Regions from separate parts of the Mus musculus genome. Here region 2 is linked to region 1. Evidence: chromatin contacts called from public HiChIP or PLAC-seq data. All regions are on one chromosome and are shown on one strand. Each heading gives the region's core, a stretch centred on a gene start, on an enhancer-like site or on the middle of the called end of the contact. The rest is flanking DNA. Distances are from core to core; before and after follow the strand shown.

Region 1 (5,783 bases), core at 1,035-3,534:
AGAGGCAGGTAAGTTCAACTTCAACAAGTTGAACTCTGTAAGTTCAAGGCCAGCCAGGGCTACAAAATGAAACCTCATCCCCAAAAAAGAAAAGCAAAATGTTTACCTGTCGGGTGCAGAGGGAGGAGCCTCACTTTGAGCCTCCTTCTCTTGCTGGGCTTCATAGATGCAGCCAAACACAGGCACCGGCTTCTGGAGACTAACATAATACATTAAAGCAATGCATCTTATGAATTTCAAATGGTAAAGTATCTCTGGAGATCACTCTATTTAGACATAGAGTTCCTTGGCATCCCAAATGCCAACCTACATAAACCCCAAAAGCCAACTCTTTGATATGTTTCAAATTAGCACAATAAAAATCTCTCAGTATAGGAACTAAAGAGGTATCTCTGCAGTTGTGAGCACTGGCTGCTCTTCCAAAGGCCCTAGGTTCCATTCCCAGCACCCACGTGACAACTCAGAACCATCTGTAACTCCAGTTCCAGAGTGTGTGACACCCTCTTCTGGCCTCCATGGCACCAGGCACATGTGAGGTACAGGCACACAGATGCAGGCAAAACACACAGTAAAAACCTTCAGTGAGGTCACTGGAGAGACTCTAAAGACGAAAAGGATATAAAGAGAAAAAAATCAGAAATAAATAAGATGAACAATCTAGTCCCTTTAGAAGGTAACTTGGAAGAGGAACAAAAAAGAGGAATTTTGATTTAAAAGCAAACAAAGTTAAATATATGAATTGAATGGGGTTTTAGATTTGGGATCTTGATAACACCAAATACTTGATAGCATTAAGAAATCACTGTTGTCAAAAGTATAGTAACAACTGCTTAATTTAAAATAAGAGTCTTTATCTTTTAGGGCTTGAAATAATTACATAAAATGGTATGAAATAGAATCTCCTTCAAAATAACCCACTAGTGGAAGGGGGGGAACTCCAAGATTTTATAATCAAAGAGGACTGGCCACTTACAATACGGTTGTCCATATTACACTACTCTCTACTGTTGTCTTCCCACAGTAAAATGACTAAAAAACTAAGATGGCATCAAGTGCTCTGAACAGAGTCCAGGGGTCTTTCATGGACACGCAATACTTTACCTAAATGCAGAGAGTGCAGCAACCATTTACAATACAAATCTCATTTGAAATGTCTTATTTTACTAATAGTTTGTTTTTAATTTTACCTTTTCAGGTATACAGGTATTTTGCCTGTATGTATGTCTCTGTACCACACAAATGCCTGAAACTCAAAGAGGCCAGATGAAGGCATCAGACCGCTGGGACGGGAATTACAGATAGCTGTGAGCTGCATGCCATGTGGGTTCTGGGAACTGAACCCAGATCCTCTGAAGAACATCCAGTGCTCTTAGCCACCGAGCCAAGTCTCCATCCTCTTTCAATAACTTCTTTTTTGTTTGTTTGTTTGTTTTGTTTTTCGAGACAGGGTTTCTCTGTATAGCCCTGGCTGTCCTGGAACTCACTTTGTAGACCAGGCTGGCCTCAAACTCAGAAATCCGCCTGCCTCTGCCTCCTGAGTGCTGGGATTAAAGGCGTGAGCCACCACGCCCGGCTCAATAACTTCTTAATATGAACCCAAAGGTCAAAAAAATTAACAGAAGTCTTAAGCATAGATTTTTAAATTTAAAAAGAACTGCTTCGTGGCAATACCAATGACTTCCACCTTTTCCCATAACCCGCCATCCTTTACTTTTTCCTCATCGTCCCTCCCTATATTCTCCCCAACAGTTCAGAAGGCACAAAGAGGGTCATTTATAGTCAGTAGGCACTTTATGTTTTTTAAAAAATTTAAAATTCTCTTCAAATTTTTAAAGATTTGGCAATAATAAGCTTGAATCCTTTCTTTTTAAAGCATCACTTATTTGTCATAGTAGGGGCTGAACGACAGTCCTCACTTAGGCAAGCATGACAACTGGGCTCGAGCCCAGCTAGCTCACTAAAAATTGACAGCCACTGGCAGAGACAAAGAACTGTGAATGGAGCACAGGTGTGGCTGCCATCTTCAGCCCTGCGCACTCTCACATCCAATTGGCTTTACTCACAGTGCCTGCCTGTGCTGGCCTTAGAGCCATCACCTGTATGTCACCAACTGGCTTGGGTTTTCCCACTGGGATGACTCACACCAGAAACCAAGAAGCCTATTCTCCCAACCGCCAGATGGCAGAGCCTCAGCACCAAAACCTCATATCCCAGCATACTTCACTCAAGGCTTTGCAGCATTCCTGACAAAGCAAAAACAACTCAGCATAGCAGTTGGCAAGAAATTTGGCAAGAAAAGGCAGAATGTCCTGAGGCTGCAGCTGAGCACAGAGCCCAGGACAGTGTATCTAGAACCATCTCCTTTGGCCCTTTGTTTCCCCCACCTTGGTCATCAACAGAAAAAGAAAAGGCTTGAATGGTGGGAAAACAAGTACTTAGATTCTAACAGTAAGAACTTGAATGGCAGGAAAACTAGTAGGTATTCTAACAGTAAGAATAACAAACGTTTGTTATATTTAAAATTACCGAGGAAGCCTGTAATTCAAAACACTGCAGAATTCTTTATGCTGGGCTTTGAGTGTTTTAGTGTGTTCCTCTCTTTATGCAGCACCTTTGCATTAAACTTCTCTAAATAACAACAAGCCCTGGTTACCTGGCAACAGGCTCTGCAATGGCAGTAGATCCATTTTTTCTCTCAGCAGTTGTAGGCTCTGAACAAAAACAAAAGCAGTGAGAGAAAGGAAAGAAAAGCAGACATCAGTCACCCCAAGTCTAATGCCTCTGCCTGCTTGCCACACCAGCAACAACAGAAATACAAACAAGGAAACAAGAAGAGCTAAAGGCCAACAGAATAGACATGCACAGCAGCACAGGCTAACTCATCTCAACCGTTTTATTTCATTTCAGATTTCCTATAGAAAACGTATGTACTTTGCCAGAACTACAATCTATAATATGTCAGTGAAAACTGAACCATCTGAATTATGACTCACCTTCCCATACAAGAAATTTAAAATTCACATGAGAAAATACAAGAGAAAACCTAAAAATGGTGGGGTTAGGGAAAGGAGAGATGGCTCAGCAGTTAATAGTACTGCCTGCTCTTGTAGAGGTCCTGGGTTCAATTCCCAGCACCCACATGGTAGCTCACAACCATCTATAACTGTAGCCCCATGGGATCTGATGCCCTCTTCTAGTGTGCAAATGTACAGGCAGACAAAACACTCATATACATAAAGTACATAAATCAACCTTTTAAAAATATTCATAAACTTAAAAAAAAAAAAAAAAAAAAAAACCTTTTTTGAGACAGGGTCTATGTAGGCCAGGTTGGTCTCAAAGTCACAGAGACCCACCTGCCTCCGCTTCCCAAGTGCTGGGATTAAAGGTGTGCATCACCATGTTGAGCTAACACTTTATTTAAAAAAGAAACAAACAAAAAACCTGAATAAACTACATGGCAAGCCAGGTGAAGTAAAACACACCCTTGTAATATCAACATTTTGGGACGCTTAAGTTCAAGGCTAATCTGTGCTACACAATAATTTTAGAACAGTCTGAGCCATATAAAGAAACTATGTCAAAATAAATAAACATATAGGAAAATAAGTTAATATATAAATTAATATATAAATGATTCATTTTAGAAACACTCATGTAGAAGGCACCCAAGGCTTTACCCAACTTGTTGCTCTTGGGGACTACCTGGGTTCAGTCAGTTCCCAGCACCCACATGGTGGCTCACAACCATCTGTAACTCCAGCCCTAAAGGATTCTTCTGAACTTCATAGGTTCTACGCATAAACATTACACACACACACACACACACACACACACACACACACACACACACACACACACACACGTAAAACTCATACACATAAATTCACTTTAAAAAATGTTTTAAGGACAGATATTTGAAAGGACACTTCCCACAGAAGAGTCAGCAACAATACTGTAAGTGCAAAGCTAAGAGAACACAGTATTTTCATAACCGTGTCACTAAGTGTCAAGGGATTAAATTGTGTTCATTTCATCCGCAATTTATTCCAGTCTCAGAAAAACACAGTTCTTAAGTGTTTCAGATATTCACAAAGCACTCAAGACTCAACATATGCTCAACCATCTATCAAGGAGGCAGCAGAGTTCAGTAGCTAGAGCCCTCCTGTTCAGGAACAGAAAGGTGGCTGGACCTGAGCTTCGTCAACCAGCCTAGGGGTAAAATACCATGGGAAACGGTAGTAGGGGTAAACTGCTGTGAGGGTGAAATTAAGTCAATGAATTTGTGAGCCCCAGAGATTGATATTACCTTCCTTGTAGAAAAACAAACAAACAAATAAATAAAGGAGAGGGGAGTACTATGTATCACTGTGACTGACAGACCTTAGTTTGGCTCCTTCTCGTCTCTAGGTACAATTTCCATCTAAAGGTCAAGTTGAATTCAGTGCTAACATGACCCTCACCTCTCTCCCCCTCCTACCTCCATTTTCTCAGCTCAGGATGGCCTTGAATTTGAGGTCCTCCTATTCCAGACTCCCAACTACCACCATCAGCATATTGAAGACACCCTAGCCAGTCCAGGCTTGGCAACCATGGCTCTGGCCATGCCCTTCTCCCCTGTCCTCCCTTCCATGCTAAAAACCATTAGATTCCATTCCTAAAGCTAGCCACCAAGATCTACTCCCTAATCCGGCTACCTCCTCCTCCTGAGGCTGACTACTAAGGTCTGGCTATTAAAATATTGAAGTCCAGAAATCAAAAACCCTCTTTGGCTCACCTAACATGCCCAGTTAAAATTAAACACCATATCCTAACAAGGGGTTTCTCCTTTTACTTTTATAGACCACCACTTGCCTAAGGGCCAGTCTGTCTCCTCTCTATCCAGAGACAGTCCTTTGTCCCCATGGAGACAAACATTCCTTTTTCTTCTCTTCACCCCATCCTTTGTCTCTTATTACTTGTCCATTGTCTCTCTGGGGGAAGTAAGTCTCCTTTGTGCTGAGAACTTGAGGTGTTGTAGGCCAACACCAGCCCCTTTCTCAAGACTCTCTCTGGGTAAGCTCTTATTTCATCCCCAAAATAACAATAAGGGTGAAATCATGTAATACTGTCATTCCCATTGACATTCTAGGTTCAAATAAATAAGCCCTGTGTTCCAACTGGTCTGGGGACTGATCTATAACAGTCACATCTTCAGTTTCAAATGAGTGAGCTTACTAAGTATACAGCAAGAAAAATAAAAAGAAACAGTGACTAGCAGCAGATAGAAAAACACCACCCAGTCAGGTACAGAACACACCCAGCAGACATAAACTGGGAGAGCCCCACAGAAGCAGGTGACTAAGGCATCCACTGAGACCACCCAGACAGAGCACAGCACTCTCTCCATGACAAACTTGCTTCTTCTTTCCACTGCAGGACTTTGATGATGGGATGAGCAATGGTAACCTCGCCTTGCAGCTATTTCTAAGGCTGCAATGTCTGTTAACACCCTTAACTGTCTAATGCTCTCTCCCTTTTACATACTTAGGATGCAGCCTGCCCCAGGACAGGGTTTTTTGGGTTTTGCTTGTTTGTTTGTTTGCTTTGAGAAAGGGTCTTTCTATAAGCCCTGGCTGTCCTGAAACTTACTCTGTAGATCAGGTTGACCTTTGAACTCAAAGATCTGCCTGCCTCTGCCTCCCAAGTAGGACAGGGAGTTTTGGAAGACAATAACAAACATGTGTGGATCTGCTCTAGGGGAGGGGGTGACTCCATGTCCAGAACCGGCTTCTCAGTGAGCT
Region 2 (5,783 bases), core at 1,270-3,769, 220 kb after region 1:
CAGACTATGAAATTGAAAGTGTGGGGAAACTCACAGGAGATAATCTGGTACCTCCTCAGGGCTTGGGGATTCAGAGGCTAGGAAGGAAGCAAGAAAACAAGTAATTCTTGGTCCTTTTTCCATGAGTATTTACCCTCCTCTCATCAGTTCACCTGATGGAGCTGAGAGGCTCTGCTCAAGCCTGGAATCTCCATCTTCATCTCCCTCTTCATCTTCATCTTGGCCCCAGTCTTCTCCCTCTTGTGAGTCCTGATTTGCTAGCCCTTGTAGTGGACTTGAGGCTAGAGGCAGAGCTCTGAGCCTCTTTTCCTCTGGTTCTTCAGTGGTTATAGGTGCTGAACGTTTCTGTTGGGGGAAAAAATATGTATAACAAACAACAAGCTAGAAGGTTCTTTGGTCAAAAACTGCTATCCCATCAGCTCCTAGGTTTAAGACTTAGCCTAATTTTTAAAGAGTATTCTTTTGTATGTGCTGGTATGCACACATGTGGAAGACACGGGGTATCCTCCATTGTTCTCTGCCTTACTCTTTTAAGGTCTCTCACTAAACTGAAAGCTGGTTTTCCTAGGCTGGCTGGGTCCTAGGTACATAGGTGCTGGGATTCAGACTAAGTTCAAACCTTATGCTTGCACTCACTTGATAAGTCATCTCTCCAGCCTTTTTGTTTGTTTTGTTTTGTTTGAGACCAGTCCTTAGGTAGGTAGTCCAGGCAGGCTGGCCTCATACTCATGCTGTGCAGCAGAGCATAGCCCTATCCTCCTATCTCTGGAGACCTTCAGATTATAAGCATGGGCCAGATTTTATGCTGTATCAGTACTGTGTCAACCCAAGATTCACCCTGCCTTTTAAACTACTCTTTGAACAGCTCTTGCCTCTCTGGACATCTCAGCACTCAGAAAGCAGGGACAGGTGAAAGGAGTTTGAGGCCAGTCAGTGCTACATAAGGAGCTCCCAGGCATGCCAGGATTACACAGTGAGAACCGACTCCAAAAAGAGACTAAAGTCCTTGCTTACCTTGTCCAGGCGTTTCTGGCTAGCAGGGGAAAGCAGGGACTGATCAGGCTCTCTGCTTGGAAGATAAGTGTGGTTCCTAGGATTTTTGGAAGGAATGGGAGAGGCCAAGGTGAGAGCTTATTAAAGAAATGTAAGGGTAGAGAGGAGACCCAGCCTGTCTCAGTACCTCATTTCCCATTGTGCCATGGGCTCACTGGAGGATCCTGGGAGTGACTGTTCATGGTGGCTTGCCAGTGGGTCAGACACCTGTCAGGGGAAGTTATAGGAAAACTTGGCTCCCTGGACCTGGGTGTCCCACCTTATGATGACTACCTGCTGTTTCTAGTCTCACCTCATCTGGTGCCAGCTGGGGATGGCCTTCAGGTTCGTCTCCAGTGTCCTGCCAGCTCTCAGACTCTCTGGTACCTTCAGTCAGGTGTTCCTGAGCTAACAGTGGAGCTGGGATAGTATCCATGGCTGCCCAAATAGTGAGTCGCTCTCTAAGGGAGCCCAGGCAGTGGAGACAGTTCGGCCCAGATCTTGAAAGAAGAGTGGGAAAGACAATAGAAAAATGAGTTGGAGATCTTCTGAACACTTCTTCCCATTTCCTGCAAACTTCTCTTACCTTGTCCTTACCTGCCTAAGCGTTGGTACACAAGGTCCAAGCCACCATTAGTGCCCTCTTGGCCACACTGGGATACTATGAAGGAGAAAAGGCAGGACCATCCCGGGCCTGGAAACCTTAGGTACTGGGGTAGGGAATGGTAAACCCAGTTAAGCCGGCCCCTCTTCCTCCTGTCCATGCCACTCCTCCCCAAACAATTCTAAGACTGAAGACAAATCCCCAAGGGGCTCGTTAGCACACCAGGTGCAGCTGGTTCAGAGTTCCCCCAAGAGGCTGAGACTGCACAGTCTCCTGGGACCACAGCCCCACATCTTCATAGGGTTTAGTTCTCATAACTTGCTCAGACTGTGACCTCTGGCAAGCTCCGGCCCAGAGCTCACCTTCCTGGAGCCCACGCTTACGCTCTCTCACCCCCAACCTCCCTCGCACATCCGGCCAGCACTTACCCCTCGGTGGCCTTGGAAAGCGATCACTGGCCGTACCTGCAGGAAGAGCCCAAACACCAGCTGAACACAAAGGAAGCAAAGTCCCCAGGATCGAGGAGGCTGGGGACACCTGCCTGGCCGGCTTCACTTGGAGGCGGGGGGACTGGAATCTGAAAACCCGCACAACCCCAAGTCCCTTCTCCAGCATAGCCTTGGGAGGCCAAGGTCTGGTTGGCCGGGAAGGGAAGAAGGGGCCGGGGGCCAGTCTCACCTGTTGCTGCTGACACTCTTGCAATGCCCGCAGCGCCGCCTCGTTGAGCCTTAGCATCAGGAGGCTGGTCCGAGCAGCGGGGGTGAAGAGGAGCCGCATTTTCCCACTCAGAGCTTCCTGGGTCCCCTCCATGGTGCCAAAGTCGCGCACATGCAGAACCGGGACCACAGGTGAGGGCCACCTCTGCTGTGCAAGCCTAGGCTGGCACTCCCGCCCTCCGGGTCTGTCCCGCCCTCCACCATGACCCCACCCCCGGCACCGCCCCAAAGTTTCCCTGGCCTTGTGGGCGGTACCTCACTCACCTCAGCTGCTGGCCAGAACCCAAGCGGTTTCTTCTTGATTTGGCTTGGGCAGTATTGGACACTATGAGGAGCATTCCAGGTCTAATGAGAAAGGATCTGCTTCGAGGGTCTGACCTGTCACCCAGGATGTCTTGTTCTGCCTCAGTTTTCCCAGTTTCCCCATTCTGGATTCAAAATCGTTGTCTTTAAGTAAAAGCTGAACCTGAAACCACTTGAGGGTTTCAGTCTCACAGGGGAGGGAATCGAGACTGGTTGATAGTCGGATTGAGTCATTTATGCCTCCGAGGCCCCGAAGTACCTAAGGGACCAGAGGATGGCAGACCCCAAGAGGGACCAGTGCAATCCTTTTTCTTTTTCCGCCCGAGTTGCTGCGTCTGCTGAGGCGGATCCCAATTTGGTTTCTAAAAGGGACTTGATGAGGCTGTAAGGCCAGGTGGGTGGGTGCCTCGCAGATTTGGAAGTCTGGCTATCTGGGACTGGAGCCAAGCCTATCGGTGGATGGGGGTGTGGGGCGGGCGTAGTTGTGGCAATAAATAAATAAATAAAATAATAAATCAGAGAGCAGAAAGCCGTAACTCACTCCCAGGTGTTACTATGTAGCCTAATAAACATAAGAGAAAGTGGCGAAACCACAGCTGGCTCCTTTAAAGGCACTCTCCCCTCCTCTTTGAGTCTTTTGTTTTTTCTTTTAGACAGGGTTTCATTCACTATGTAGATCACTCTTGCTGAACTCACTAGCAATTCTCCTGCCTATATTTCCCAAATGCTAGGATTACATGTGTTAGCCTCTACTCTTGACTAAAAGGTGCCTGCAAGTTTCCCAGCAGGGCTACAGATCCTATGGTTTTGAGACCCCCACCCCCACCCCACCCCACCCCACCCCCGACAAATCTCAGGCCAGTGTTTCCTGTCTTTATTTATTTGTGTTTGGTTATGTCTCTCAGACTCTCTTATCTCCTTTTTTCCTAACTGGGATCGAATAACTGGGATATATATTTTATATTAGTGTGTGTGTGTGTGTGTGTGTGTGTGTGTGTGTGTGTGTGTAATTCCAAGTGATTTTAATGCTGTTCATCTCAAAACAAATAATTTGTCTAAACCCATTGAACAATGCACTCAGAACATGTACAATATGTGTATAAGAACAATACACTCCTATATGCAGGGAAATATTCGCAGTAATGCTGATTTTTGTTTGTTTGTTTGTTGTTGTTGTTTTTCGAGACAGGGTTTCTCTGTATAGCCCTGGCTGTCCTGGAACTCACTTTGTAGACCAGGCTGGCCTTGAACTCAGAAATCCGCCTGCCTCTGCCTCCCGAGTGCTGGGATTAAAGGCATGCGCCACCACGGCCAGGCTTACTGACTTTAAAATCTTGGCAACAAGTTGCCAACAGCAACCACAGATACATTTACCTACCTATTGAGCCATTCCATTTCTGTGGAGGACAGTTTATTAACTTTATAAATAGTGGTAGCCCTCTATTTTTCTTTCTTCTTCCTTTCCTTTTCTTCTTTTCTTCTCTTTCTTCTTCATTTTAGAGTCAGGGAGCTCACTCTGTAGAACAGGCTGGCCTCAAACTCAAGGATCTGCCTGTCTCTGCCTCTCAAAAGCTGGAATTAAAGGCTTGGGTTGCCACACCTGGTTTAGCGGGTGTAATTCATAAAGATGATGGCCTGGGCTTTCTTTTCATAGATGTTAGCTGGGACCTTTTGTAGGACTTTCCTGAATTTAAACTTAAAGGAGAGACTAGGGCCTGGGGATCAAGCTTGTGGGTAGAATGCTTGTCTGGCATGCACAGGATGCTGGGAAAGCCTCAGTGGTGTGTATTAGTAGGATGGCTTGTGCCCAGTAGTTCAAAGTGATAACCTAACCTCATTTTAGAAACAATTAAGCCAATAAATACTGCAAGAGCAAATAGAATAGCAGGTAACTGAGGACGATATTTGGAGGTCAGAGATCAGAGCCTAACATTTGTAGGGTGACCACTGACTGCCTGATATTCAGCTTTCACAATAGTTTTTTTTTTTTTAAGATTTATTATTAGCCGGGCGTGGTCGCGCACGCCTTTAATCTCAGCACTTGGGAGTTAGAGGCAGGCGGAGTTCTGAGTTCGAGGCCAGCCTGGTCTACACAGTGAGTTCCAGGACAGCCAGGGCTACACAGAGAAACCCTGTCTCAAAAAAAAAAAAAAATTGAACTCAGGACCTTTGGAAGAGCAGTGAGTGTTCTTACCCACTGAGCCATCTTACCAGCCCCACAATAGGCACATTTTCATGCTCGCATTCACTCATTCAACAAAATTTTCCAGAATACTAGGCTCTTACTGAAGCTCAGGGATAGATCACATAGCAGATTCTTGCTTTGGAAAAGCTTAAATTGCCGGGCGTGGTGGTGCACGCCTTCAATCTCAGCACTCGGGAGGCAGAGGCAGGCAGATTTCTGAGTTTGAGGCCAGCCTGGTCTACAAAATGAGTTCCAGAACGGCCAGGGCTATAAGGAGAAACCCTGTTTCCAAAGACCAGGAAAAAAAAAAAAAAAAAAAAGGAAAAGCTTAAGTTCTAGAAGGGAAGGAAACACTAAAAATTAATGAGAGGAATAAAGAAAATTTAACAGTAACATACAATGCATGTTCAAAGGTGATAATGCCTCTGAAGATAAGGAAAAGAAAGCAGGGGGGGGTGCGGAGCTTGGGAGTGGGAAAGGGGTGGCTGTATAGTCATAAAGTGAGCCAGAGTAAAGCAGGTACTTAGCATACACAGGCCACATATTCAATTCCCATCATACCCCTCTCAAATAAGAAAAGACCCTCGAATGTAGAAAGGCAAGTTTGCACTGAGCTATGGTGAGGTGCACTGACCATCTCACTGAGGAAAGAGAGGCAGCCTGGGCAATTCATCTCCAAGACAAAAGTGAACGGAAAAAGAAATGTGGGTTCACTAGTAAGCCTACTAAGAATACTTTTGGATCTGGGTGTGGTGAGGCACACCTTTAATCCCAGCTTGGAAGGCTGAAACAGGAAGTTCACAGTTCTCTCTGAGCAATTTGGAGAGACCATTATTCAAAATAAGGTAAAATTCCTGGTGCTATAGCTCAGTGGCTCTGGGCTTTGAGAGGCCTTGGGCTCAGTCCTAAGTGCTGGAAAACAGAAGAAAATGAAAGAATCTAG

Evidence for each region. HiChIP or PLAC-seq counts read pairs in DNA pulled down with a chosen protein or histone mark.
Region 2: an H3K27ac HiChIP or PLAC-seq map of stem cell-derived neural progenitor cells shows a contact between it and region 1, with 2.5 times the contacts expected there. The contact joins the promoter of Ell3 here to the enhancer-like site in region 1. A contact is called at or near these places in 7 of 39 promoter capture datasets (the HPC-7 cell line, cranial neural crest, fetal liver and 4 more), 1 of 484 Hi-C or Micro-C datasets (nephron progenitors), 4 of 115 datasets of contacts at active chromatin or transcription factors (embryonic forebrain, embryonic stem cells and stem cell-derived neural progenitor cells) and 4 of 9 other capture datasets (adipose tissue, embryonic stem cells, liver and 1 more).

The regions. Positions count from the first base shown.
Region 1 is chr2:121,221,052-121,226,834 of GRCm38.p6, forward strand. It overlaps Trp53bp1 (transformation related protein 53 binding protein 1), which reads right to left. Exons shown (of 28, transcript NM_013735.4): 15 at 2,654-2,711; 16 at 107-199. Among named protein-coding and RNA genes, the nearest start is that of Trp53bp1, 47 kb to the right of the region's middle. Within about 2 kb of position 2,285, at least 35 of the 459 cell types and tissues checked have an H3K27ac peak or open chromatin away from gene starts, as enhancers often do. A contact at or near this core is called in neural stem cells and stem cell-derived neural progenitor cells, where this site is marked.
Region 2 is chr2:121,440,082-121,445,864 of GRCm38.p6, forward strand. It overlaps Ell3 (elongation factor RNA polymerase II-like 3), which reads right to left and starts at 2,520. Exons shown (of 11, transcript NM_145973.2): 1 at 2,315-2,520; 2 at 2,065-2,100; 3 at 1,630-1,742; 4 at 1,346-1,532; 5 at 1,181-1,260; 6 at 1,015-1,090; 7 at 153-345; 8 at 35-77. The coding sequence starts at 2,446.